Regions from separate parts of the Danio rerio genome. Here region 2 is linked to region 1. A link is a contact called in public Hi-C data. All regions are on one chromosome and are shown on one strand. The core of a region is the stretch at or near the end of the contact, and the rest is flanking DNA. Distances in the headings are between cores, read along the strand shown. Region 1 holds the start of kalrna (kalirin RhoGEF kinase a). Region 2 overlaps kalrna (kalirin RhoGEF kinase a).

Region 1 (5,665 bases), core at 819-3,318:
TACAAAATTCTCCCAAATTTTGTACAGTTTTTACAATTTTTACAAAATTCTCCCAAAATTTTGTTATAATACTCCTAGACTTTTTTTTACAAAATTCTCCCAAATTTTGTAAATTTTTTACAATTTTTTTACAAAATTCTCCTAAAATTTTGTTATGATAACTCCAGATTTTTTTTACAAAATTCTCCCAAATTTAGTAAATTTTTTTACAAAATTCTCCCAAAATTTTGTTTATGATATTACCATATTTTTTTACAAAATTCTCCCAAATTTTGTACATTTCTTTACAAAATTCTCCCAAAATTTTGTTTATGATACTCCCAGATTTCTTTTTACAAAATTCTTCCAAATTTTGTAAATTAAAAAAAATAAACTAAATTCTCCCAAAATTTTGTTATGATACTTGACAGATTTTTTTTTTTACAAAATTCTCCACAGAAACAGCAAAATATGTCCGCAGATTCTGTCATGATCAGTACTCAATCATAGCAGTAATTCCTAAATAAGCCTGCAAGAAAATATTTTCTATCACTCCCTTAAATACCAATGATTTTTCTTGCAGTTGTTTGAACATGTTGCTATTTATCAGCCTGTCCTTGACTGTGAAGTCTCAGCTTTTCCACACAACACACACAGTCTTCACCTTGAACCTCACTCGAACTGTGTTTGATGTGTGTTTGTTCATATGAGAGAGTGAGTGTATTAGCATAATGACTAGCCCACTACATAAACTGCAGGACTAATATGTCAGTACATTCACATTACAGCCTTACAGCTTTCTACAAAATTCCGAAAGCTGCACACGACCCAGTATTTTATCGCAACACTGATCCGATGCCCAGTTTTAAAGATAGCCATTATTGTCACATCTCTTCATACTGTATGACAAATATACTCAAGTTAACATTTACCATTAATATTGATGTCAACATTACAATGAGGAAAACATCATACATACTTTAAAAGCATGTCGTTCAGTGCAACACAATACTGTACCATCCTGAAAATTTATATATAGAAGAAGTCAATCTTAACCATTTAGCAATAAAAAGCACCTCCTCAATGCGAGGATAAGCATATACCACTAAATACCTTCTTGGCACCTCCAACGCTCCAAAAAAAAAAAAGTTTTATTTACACAAATTACCAGAGGAGTGTTTGTAAATACCATCCTCCCAGTCACTTTCCAATTAGCCTAGCATGTAGCCTACTTTAATGAATGTGCTTTCACACTTCAGTCAAACTTATTAGCCTACAACAAACCAGCCATTTTGTGCACCCCAGCGTGAGAATAAATAACCCAAAACATGCAGGAGAAGTCGTCGAGCAGTTCAGGAACAGTATATTATAGGCTGGGCTGGTCTAGCTGTCAATCACAGCAGGATAACGGTAAAGCTCAGCATCCCCATCTCACACAAGCTACCTGTAAACCTACACAAACTACATCCTTCATCTACATCATGTCTGATTTGTCCGATTACTATCAATTTATCTTCAGTATAGTGTGCTTATTCTTTCTTTTTTTTTTGTTTAGTATAAATAACACACTTCATAAACCAAACCATGACTAAATCAATGACACATGATTTTAATGTTAAGAACGAAGGGAAATACTAGTTACACTAAATAATGTTTAACGCAATGAATCAAATGCCGATTTCAATTAAGCAGTATTGTAAATAAATTGAATAAATTCCGCAATTTGGAATTTATGAAAAGAATAATTAACTATAGCAACATGTAAACATCATAAAGACAGTGTGAAATATAAAAGAAAGTGCTCCAATAATCATAAATGTGACTCTGGGTTTGTAGAAATCCCTGTCTCTCCATCTCTCCTCGCATCGTACCTGTTTTGAAGAATGCATCCGTGTCCGAATCATTGGGTCCGTCCTCCGGCGCTTCAGCAGAATTCATGTTTTCCTCTTGTATCTCACAGCTCAAAATAACAAGAAATATATCCAAATTCAGCGCTCCATCATCTCAGTGTGTCTGTTTTTTGACGGCACAGCCCTCAGTCAGCGCGACAAAGCACAGCTCTGCATTGCCTTCTATTGTCTCCAGATGCGCCTCTCCTCCTCAGATCGCTCCTTTCACTTCTTGTGAGTCGATTCTTTTGAACAGACTCGCTTATCGATTCTTAGATCCGTCTTGTGTTGTTCGGTCTGTTCAACATGATCCTCAAAGCTGTAATTTAGAATTATTTAATCGAAAGTAGACTAGTCTGGCGTGTGGATGTTGACGCCTGACCGTGTGACGTGAAAACGTTGATTAATTTTGAGACCGCCTCATTGAAATGAACCGTTCGAAGGAACCGATTCTTGAAAACCACTCGCTCCAGTTTAAACAAAGCGGCGCGCAGCCCGTGTGTGTAGATGAGGTGAAGAAGTGTCAGTGAAAGCTGATGTCATTGATCCTGCATGATGTCAGTAGGCTTTTTGGTCACTTTCCTCGCGTATTTATATTTTCAATGAGAAATACTTAGTTTACATACTTATTGTAATGGCGTCCTGAAGAGCAGAGATTGTGTTTATGGTTGTGGAGTGTGTTTTCCCTTAACAATAGAGCAGAAGGGAAACGCGCGCGCGTGTGAGTGTGAGTGGGTGTGGGCCCTCCCACTGTGATATCACGCCCCCTTCTAGTCTTGGGCTGTTGGAAAACCCTTTGACATAAATTAGCATAATAAATAGAAAGCACGTGTGCAACAATATCCACAAATTCAAGATGAATACAAATTAAACTAAAATAGGTTGAATAAATAAACATTTAAAATAAAACGAAATCTTTAGAAATAATAATGTAGAAAATAATTATGTAGATAATAATGATAATATATTTTACAAATTTTTAGTATTATAATAATATAATTAAAAGAAATAATTTTTAATCTGTAAATAATTTTAATTAACACAAAGTGTGTGTGTGTATATATATATAGTCAGAATTATTAGCCCCCTTTTGATTTTGTTTTTCTTTTTTAAATATTTCCCAAATTATGTTTAACAGAGGAAGGACATTTTAACAGTATGTCTGATAATATTTTAAGTCTTATTTGCTTCATTTTGGCTAGAATAAAAGCAGTTTTTAATTTTTAAACACCATTTTAAGATCAAAATTAAGCAATTTTTTCGATAGTCTACAGAACAAACCGTCATTATACAATAACTTGCCCAATTATCCTGCCTAGTTAACCTAATTAACCCAGTTGAGCCTTTAAATGTAACTTTAAACTGTATAGAACTATCATCTAGTAAAGTATTATTTACTGTCATCATGGCAAAAATAAAATAAACCAGTTATTGGAAATGAGTTATTAAAACTTTTATGTTTACAAATGTGTTGAAATAATCTTATAATTTTATATATATATATATATATATATATATATATATATATATATATATATATATATATATATATATATATATATATATACATAAAGTATACAAGTGTATGCCTATATAACTGTTATATTATTTATATTGGATTATTATTATTACTAATATAATATTTACTAATAAATTAATATACTTATAAATCAACAGAGTGATGCTCTACGTGAAAATTAAACCAAAAAATTTAACTGAATAACTAGGATGTACCGCCCCCTGGTGAAAGCAAGTTAATATTACAGTTGACATAAATCCAGGCTCACTTTGCTGGACTTCTGAAAGACAGATTTAGTTTTAGCTCTCTTTGTAAAGACACATAAAACTACTTTCTAATTACAGCAACTGCAATAAAGCATTTATTATAGCATATCATTTTCATTTATTATAATATTAACGATCTGCAATACAGTCATGACAAGGCCAAGTGGAACTAAACAGATCAAATCATCCATTCAATATACTTTCAGCCAAATTTCATCCATATATATAAAAGAGGTTTTACAATAATGGCGTGCATGTACATCAGTGTATCCTGTATCTGATCAAGACCGAAATAACAACCCAGTGTGATTACTCAGCAAATCACTCCGCTTCCAGTTCTTCCTGTTATCATGGACACTTTTGGCAGTGTATCCTTTATAGTGCATGTGTGTGTGTGAGCGTGTAAATCATTCTTTCTCTCCATCTCTCCCCCTCGCTCTGTGTGTATGTGTGTGTGTGCTTGTGCCATGAGGTCTGTAGTTAGCTGACTCCTAGTGGGCACAATACCAGCTTCCTCCAGCCACCCTACAGGCCTCTGCAACAAACACTCAGCAGATGGTTAAGCTTTTTTACACAAGAATTACACAACCAGGTCATACTTGGAGGACTACACACTTAAAGCACTGTTTTTTTTTCCAGCAATGGCATAGAAATCTTAAATAGAATCTGAAAATTACCTTTTTTTAAATTGAATTGAACATTTTGTGGAGTGGAAAGGTTCCATACACACTCATTCACACACTTATACACTGGAAAATACAATCCAATTCACTTATACTGCATGCTTTTGGACTGGAACAAACTTGAGCATTCACAGGAAACCCACAGCAACATGGGGAGAACTTGTAAACTCCACACAGAATTGCAAACTGGCCTGGCCTGGACTCAAACCAGCAACCTTCTTGTTGTGAGGAGACAGTACTAACCACTGAGCCACTGTGCCGCTTCCTCGAAACACAATGAAACTTCAATTCAAATTTTAATAATAACAAAAATAATAGTAATAAAAATGAGAGTCCAAGAAATTTTGGTGAAATAGAAGTTATGCAAAAGATTTAGTGAGAGTGAGATGCTAATGGGCTAATGCGATTCTTAAGCTAAGCAAATAGTGCAGACCCAGAAATTGGCTGAATAGATTCACAAAGGGTAAACCTCAACTCTAGGGGGGAGGTGTAACATGAAAATGTTTCAAATAAATAAATTAATAATTTAAAGATTGAAATGTTCCTTTAATTCTACCATTAATCAAGCAAACAAACACACATAATAAGAACAGTAAACTGAGGCTTCAATTCACACAGGCTCACCAAAATCAGTCAATAGAAGATTAGAAAAACGTTGCCTGATTTGATGAGTCTCGATTTCTGCTGCGACATTCAGATGGTAGAGGTCTGAATTTAGGGTCAACAACATGAAAGCATGAATCCATCCTGTCTTGTATCAGCGGTTCAGGCTGGTGGTGGCGTAATGGTGTGGGGGATATTTTCTTGGCACACTTTGGGCCCCCATTAGAACCAATTGAGCATCGTGTCAACGCCACAGCCTACCTGAGTATTGTTGCAGACCATGTCCATCCCTTTATGACCACAGTGCACCCATCTTCCGATGGCTTCTTCCAGCAGGATAACGCGCCATCTCATAAAGTGTGAATCATCTCACACTGGTTTCTTGAACATGACAATGAGTTCACTGTACTCAAATGTCCACAGTCACCAGATGTCAAACCAATTGAGCACCCTTGGGATGTGGTGAAACGGGAGTGTCGGATCATGGATGTGCAGCCGACAAATCTGCAGTGACTGCTTGATGCTATCATGTCAATATGGACAAAATGTCTGAGCAATATTTCCAGTATCTTGTTGAATCTATGCCACAAAGGATTAACCTCTTAAAGTCAAGTGCTATTTTAGGGTTACCACCTGGAATTTTTTATCCGTTTATTCATTCATTAATTTACTAAGATTAGTCTCTTTATTAATCAGTGGTCGCCACAGCTGAATGAACAGCCAACT
Region 2 (5,665 bases), core at 1,594-4,093, 140 kb before region 1:
TAACAAAAATACATTGGATGGGTCAAAATTATAGACACTTTTTTTTCCACCAAATATCATTAGAATGTTAAGTAAAGATCATGTTCCATGGATATTTTTCCAACTGTAAATTTTTATTGATTTTCTTTTGGTTCCTTTATTTATCAGGGGTCGCCACAGCGAAATAAGCCACCCAATTGTAAATATATCAAACAGTATTTTTAATTAGTAATGTGTAATTTATATAGACAGCTTCAAATCCCTTAAATCTTTAAAGATTCCAGATATTCAAATAGTTGTATCTCTGCCTAATATTGTCTAATAACAATAACATACATGTTAATCATTGTTAATAACAAATCATACATGTACATCAGTGTTAAGCCTGTTTTTTATTGAGCTTTTTTTCAATTTTGAAATAAATTGACACTTACAGTATGACCGATGTTGTGGTTCACACACACACACACTGTCCTTTGACTTTGCTCTCTGTCAAAACCACTTTCAGCTACACTCACCTCACAATGTTCTCAAGTGTGTGTGTGGAGGCAGAGGAGTTTGAGACTGAAATGAAGTGTTTCTGGAGTGCTGCTGAATCAAGGCTCATGTGGTGACCTCCTTCAGCAGGACACTCCACAAACCCTCCAAAATCACTGGGAAACATTGTAAAAGTTTGGCCTGCAAGAGAACCTTCTGTTAGTCTATGCTCACATGATGTAATGCGTTTTAGTCTTAACACACACATACATACACAGCTGTGCGGTGGAATGTGCTGTGTATAAACACTACTGCAGCACTTTTGAACTAAACAAGGAAATTCCACAGTTAACAGATCAGGAAGCAACTCTGAGGCTCCTATATGGCTTGCTGCATAGTTTTGACATGTGAAAATTGTATCGGAACTATGATTTCGGAAAACATCAAACTGCTGAGCTATGTTTGTAACACCAATCTTGCGACCTTAGTTGGCGAATGATGCCAACACCATCTTGTTTAACTGAGAAGCAATTTCATTGAGTATAATCATGTCGTCAAAATTCATTCTTTTTCCACTGCAGCATGACTTTATATTCTATACTGTACATTATTTCGGTAAGTGACAAGACTTTTGTCTAAGCAAAGTCAGACCTTACTGTCCTAATTAAATAAAATAATCAAAGCATGATCATATTTTATTTTGGTAAAAAAAGCGACTTCGCCTTTCATATAAGCCATTTCTGATACCAAATGAGCAACTAGAAGTCAACTTATTATTTGTTGTTCCTAAAACTTGAATAGGCGACAAGACTTTTGTCAGGTAGTATACATATACAGATAGGTTTTTTGACAATACACTAAACTCCAACCTGATCAATTATAAACAGGAAAGCAGACAGTTAAAATGTACAATAAAAAAGCAAATGAAAACAAAATGATTCCAGATTTTCAAATTGTATCTAAATTTTCTATTTGTATCTCTGCCAAATAGTGTCCTCTCCAACATTACACAAACAATACAACGGAAAGCTTATTTATTCAGTATAAATATTCATTTGCAAAACTTGACTGGCTTTGTGATCCATAGTGATATATTTAAAAGATGTAAATATGTCAAATCACAAATGACAGACAAAATTATGAACGTTTTTCTATTCTATTCTGTTATTTTTTTATTCCAGCCAAAATAAAACAAATGAGATTTTTTCCCAGAAGAAATGAATAGAGGAAATACTGGGAACAATTCCATGCCCTGTTAAACATCATTTGGCTAATACTTAAAAAAGAACAATATTCACAGCAGGATGAATAATTTTGACTTCAACTATACATTTTAAAACCATTTAACAGAATAAAGGCCTATAATACAGCCTATATAGGAGTTGATCTGAAATAAAAGATTTAAATTCAGTCTATAATTTCACTAGTCAATTCATAGAGTAGCCTAGTGTGTTCATCCAAAGACTATAGAATTCACAAGACATGTCACTCGTATCTTTTTGAATGAGGAATAGTGTAACTGCCAATATAGTGAATAAAACCCCGCCTACTAGTACAGGAGCCAATTATCGATCGCTATATGGTCAAAAAAGCACGCCTTCTGGTACAGGAGCCAATCATGATCGCTATAGACTGACAATAGTCTGGGGGAGGGGCTTGGACCTGATGTTAGTTTCTGCAGATTTTGTGTGATACAGATGTTTAGAAATAAAACTAAAGACACAGTTGTTGTTTAATTTTATTGGTGATTCCTAATATGAAATTTAATCGTAAGCTTGGAAAGCCATTTTGGAAAATTTGATGTTTGCCCTTTCAAACAGACTGCCGAGAATACTGCCCGATAGTTGTTTCGAAGATGGCCGCTGAGTGAAATGACTTCCCTGAGTGAAGGGACTTTGGTTCAACTGATCCTGTACATTTTATAAGATTTTTATATGTTTGCTAATTATTAAAATTGAGCTAGATTTTGTGCTATTGGATTGAAAGATCAAAGAACAAGAACTGAGAAAGCACAACCAGCTCACAGACCCGCCATCATCAGAAAAATGGAGGAAAGAGTGGACAAAGCTACATTTCACATCCATTGACTCTTTACTTTTTCATCACTTTGATAACATTGGTATAATCCCTTCTGTGAAATAAATGTACATTTTACAAGATATCAATTTCCACAGTACAGCCAGAAGAACAGAACTTCATGAGCATTCGTGAGAAAAGCAGATTCCCCCAGTCTCCATACATCAACAAAACTACAGCTCATGATATAGAGCTCCATTAGACAAGCAAAGCACCAAATCAAAAGGCTCCAGCAAGACAGATTGAGCCACTTAACCCTCAGCATATTTACTTCTGGAGCGCAGGGTGCATGAGGTGATGGATGTTGCGTGATGTCACATTACCGCATGCTAAATCACTAATAATCCCTGCTATTGACTGCTGCAGCAACACGCCGTCAACGTGTCATGAATTACACTTAACATTTCACACAAGGGTCTGATTGGCAGCTGAAGAGGTAAACAGCATGTTCTTCGAGCACATCTGGCACTGCTCAGCTAAAAAAAAAAAAAAAAACTCCCAGCATTCCTCTGTAATCCACCTGGTGTGTGTGTCCATTCATTCATTTTTCTTTGGCTTTGTCCCTTATTTATCAGGGATCGCCACAGTGGAATGAACCGACAACTATTCCAGCATATGTTTATGCAGGGGATGCCCTTCCAGCCAAAACCCAGTACTGGGAAATGCCCATACATACACTCTCACATTCACACTAACATGGAGTGTGTCTCTATGTTAGTTTATCCAATTCACCTATTGACCTTATTCTTCAATGCGGAAGTGTTTTTGTGATCGTTTTAGAACTTCCAATTCAGTTTCTTATGGGAGAAATGACTAGGAATAATAAATGGGAGAAAACGGTCAAACTGCTAGCGGTACAAATAAGTGTTTGCATGACTATACAGACAAAATTAAATAAGAAAATATCAGTTTGCAACATTCAGCAGTGAAACAAGCTGTTTTTAATGTCTTAAAATGAATGGAAGTGAACGAGACTGGAAGTCTCAAGCCAAAAAGATTCAAATGGCTGTGCCCGCTCATACGTGGATAATAATATCTTTGGAAACTGGAGCTCCCAGAGGAAACCCACACCAACACGGGGAGAACATGCAAACTCAGTAACGTCAACTGGCCCAGCTGGGACTCGAACCAGCAACTGTCTTGCTGTGAGGTGACAGTGCTAACCTCTGAGCCATAATGAAGCTTTTTCCTCAAATACAAAATTAAAACAAAATCAATATTTTTTTTGTTTTATAGAGAGCCGGCTCTAATCTTTTTGATTAGCATTATTGTTTTTGGGTTGTGCAGTTTAATTTGCAGAATTTCTACAAAGTATGTTGTGTACTGTAAACTTTTTTGGTCACGTCAGTAAAGCACATTTATTTTCCTCATTTCAAATCTAAAATATGTTTTCAGATTGATATTTTTCTGATCCCATAACTCTGTGGTGATTTATATAAATATAAATATTTATAGGCGAGGCGCAGTAGGTAGTGCTGTCCCCTCACAGCAAGAAGGTCGCTGGTTCGAACCTCGGCTCAGTTGGCGTTTCTGTGTTGTTCTCCCTGCCTTCGTGTGGGTTTCCTCCGGGTGCTCCGGTTTCCCCAACAGTCCAAAGACATGCGGTACAGGTGAATTGGGTAGGCTAAATTGTCCGTAGTGTATGAATGTATGTGTGTGTGTGTAAACTCAATAAAGAAAAAGGTGCAAACCTAAGAATTTTTATATATTTAACATTAATATTTTACAGTCCAATTGTATTCAGGTATATAGTAATTGAATAATCAAACGTAAAATAATACTGCATACTGTTCTTTTTATAAACAATTCAATAAAAGGAATCATTGTTAATTTGTCAAACGTACAAATGGTAAACTTTCTTATGCCTTAATGGCTTTTATTGATGCTGAAATGATATATTGTGCAGGCCTAGTGTCCACATGACCACACTGTACCCAGAGTTTTTAAAAATCATCACCTGATACTGTGCTTTTATGTGGACAAACAGTCAAACTGCATAGAAAAAGTGCAGTTTGTAAAAAAAAAAACTGTTTGTGTAGACAGGGCCTTAATTACGCGAGAAATCTGAGAAATTCATAGGAATTAGCCACTAAATAAAAGTTGTAAGACAGCATTAGTTTGTTTTTTTTACCTCTTTAGTGTGCGTGTGGAAAGAGACGGACATGTCCAGCAGTAGTTTTCTTTGCTCCACTCGCCTAACAAAGTCCTGGATCCTGACTTCCAGGTGTCGCGCTGCCTTGTAGATCTCCTCAGGGTCACACTCGCCCGTCTGAGCCAACTGCTCAGCAGCTTCCAGCAGCTTATCTGCATTAGTGTATGTATTCTGATAAGGCACAAAGAAAACACAAGGGAAATTGGATCAATCGATAGAAATGAAGACGAAATAAACTTCTTTCCAGGGATAGGGAGTGACTTAGCACAAATACTTCGTTACTGTACTCGACTTCCAAAAATGTAAAGTTTCGCACTGCATAGTATGGCTCAATTAAGTTTTAATCTTAAATGCTACACAAACATATGCACAACATTCATTTATTCATTTTCTTGTCGGCTTAGTGGCTTTATTAATCCAGGGTAGCCACAGTGGAATGAACCGCCAACTTATCCAGCACATTTTTTCGCAACCCATCTCTGGGAAACTTCCACACACACATTCACACAAACACTAAGGACAATTTAGCCTACCCAATTCACCTGTACCGCATGTCTTTGGACTGTGGGAGAAACCGGAGCACCCAGAGGAAACCCATGCGAACGCAGGGAGAACATGCAAACTCCACACAGAAACACCAACTGAGCCGAGGATCGAACCAGCGACCCAGCGACCTTCTTGCTGTTAGGCAACAGCACTACCTACTGCGCCACTGCTTCGCCCCACGACAATTTAGTATATACAGTAAATGGAAAAAACTAAACAGAAAAGGTGTTTTTCGGTTACCACCAACAGAGTTAGTGGAAAAATAATTTCAACCCAAGCTCATTCTGAAAACGTAGTCCCGCGGACGTTTCTGGAGACAGCGGAATACGTCCTGGGAGGTACGTATGGCTGCATTTATTTTTTTCAAGTGAACGCTACGGGGCGGTGTGACGCTGTTCCCTTTCACGCTTGCCGGCCGACCGCTTACCTCCTTGT

The links. Hi-C and Micro-C count contacts between places; a contact is called where the count stands out from the background.
Region 2: a contact with region 1 is called in a Hi-C map of embryo, with 2.1 times the contacts expected there. The contact joins the enhancer-like site here to the promoter of kalrna in region 1. A contact is called at or near these places in 3 of 18 Hi-C or Micro-C datasets (caudal fin, embryo and an unstated tissue) and 1 of 4 datasets of contacts at active chromatin or transcription factors (caudal fin).

Annotation. Positions count from the first base shown.
Region 1 is chr9:4,167,116-4,172,780 of GRCz12tu, reverse strand. It overlaps kalrna (kalirin RhoGEF kinase a), which reads right to left and starts at 2,068. Exons shown (of 59, transcript XM_073912396.1): 1 at 1,851-2,068. The coding sequence starts at 1,917. All of the region lies in intron 1 of mylka (myosin, light chain kinase a), which reads left to right.
Region 2 is chr9:4,304,404-4,310,068 of GRCz12tu, reverse strand. kalrna (kalirin RhoGEF kinase a) reads right to left here. Exons shown (of 59, transcript XM_073912396.1): 11 at 4,664-4,855. Among named protein-coding and RNA genes, the nearest start is that of mylka, 110 kb to the right of the region's middle. Within about 2 kb of position 2,843, at least 3 of the 62 cell types and tissues checked have an H3K27ac peak or open chromatin away from gene starts, as enhancers often do.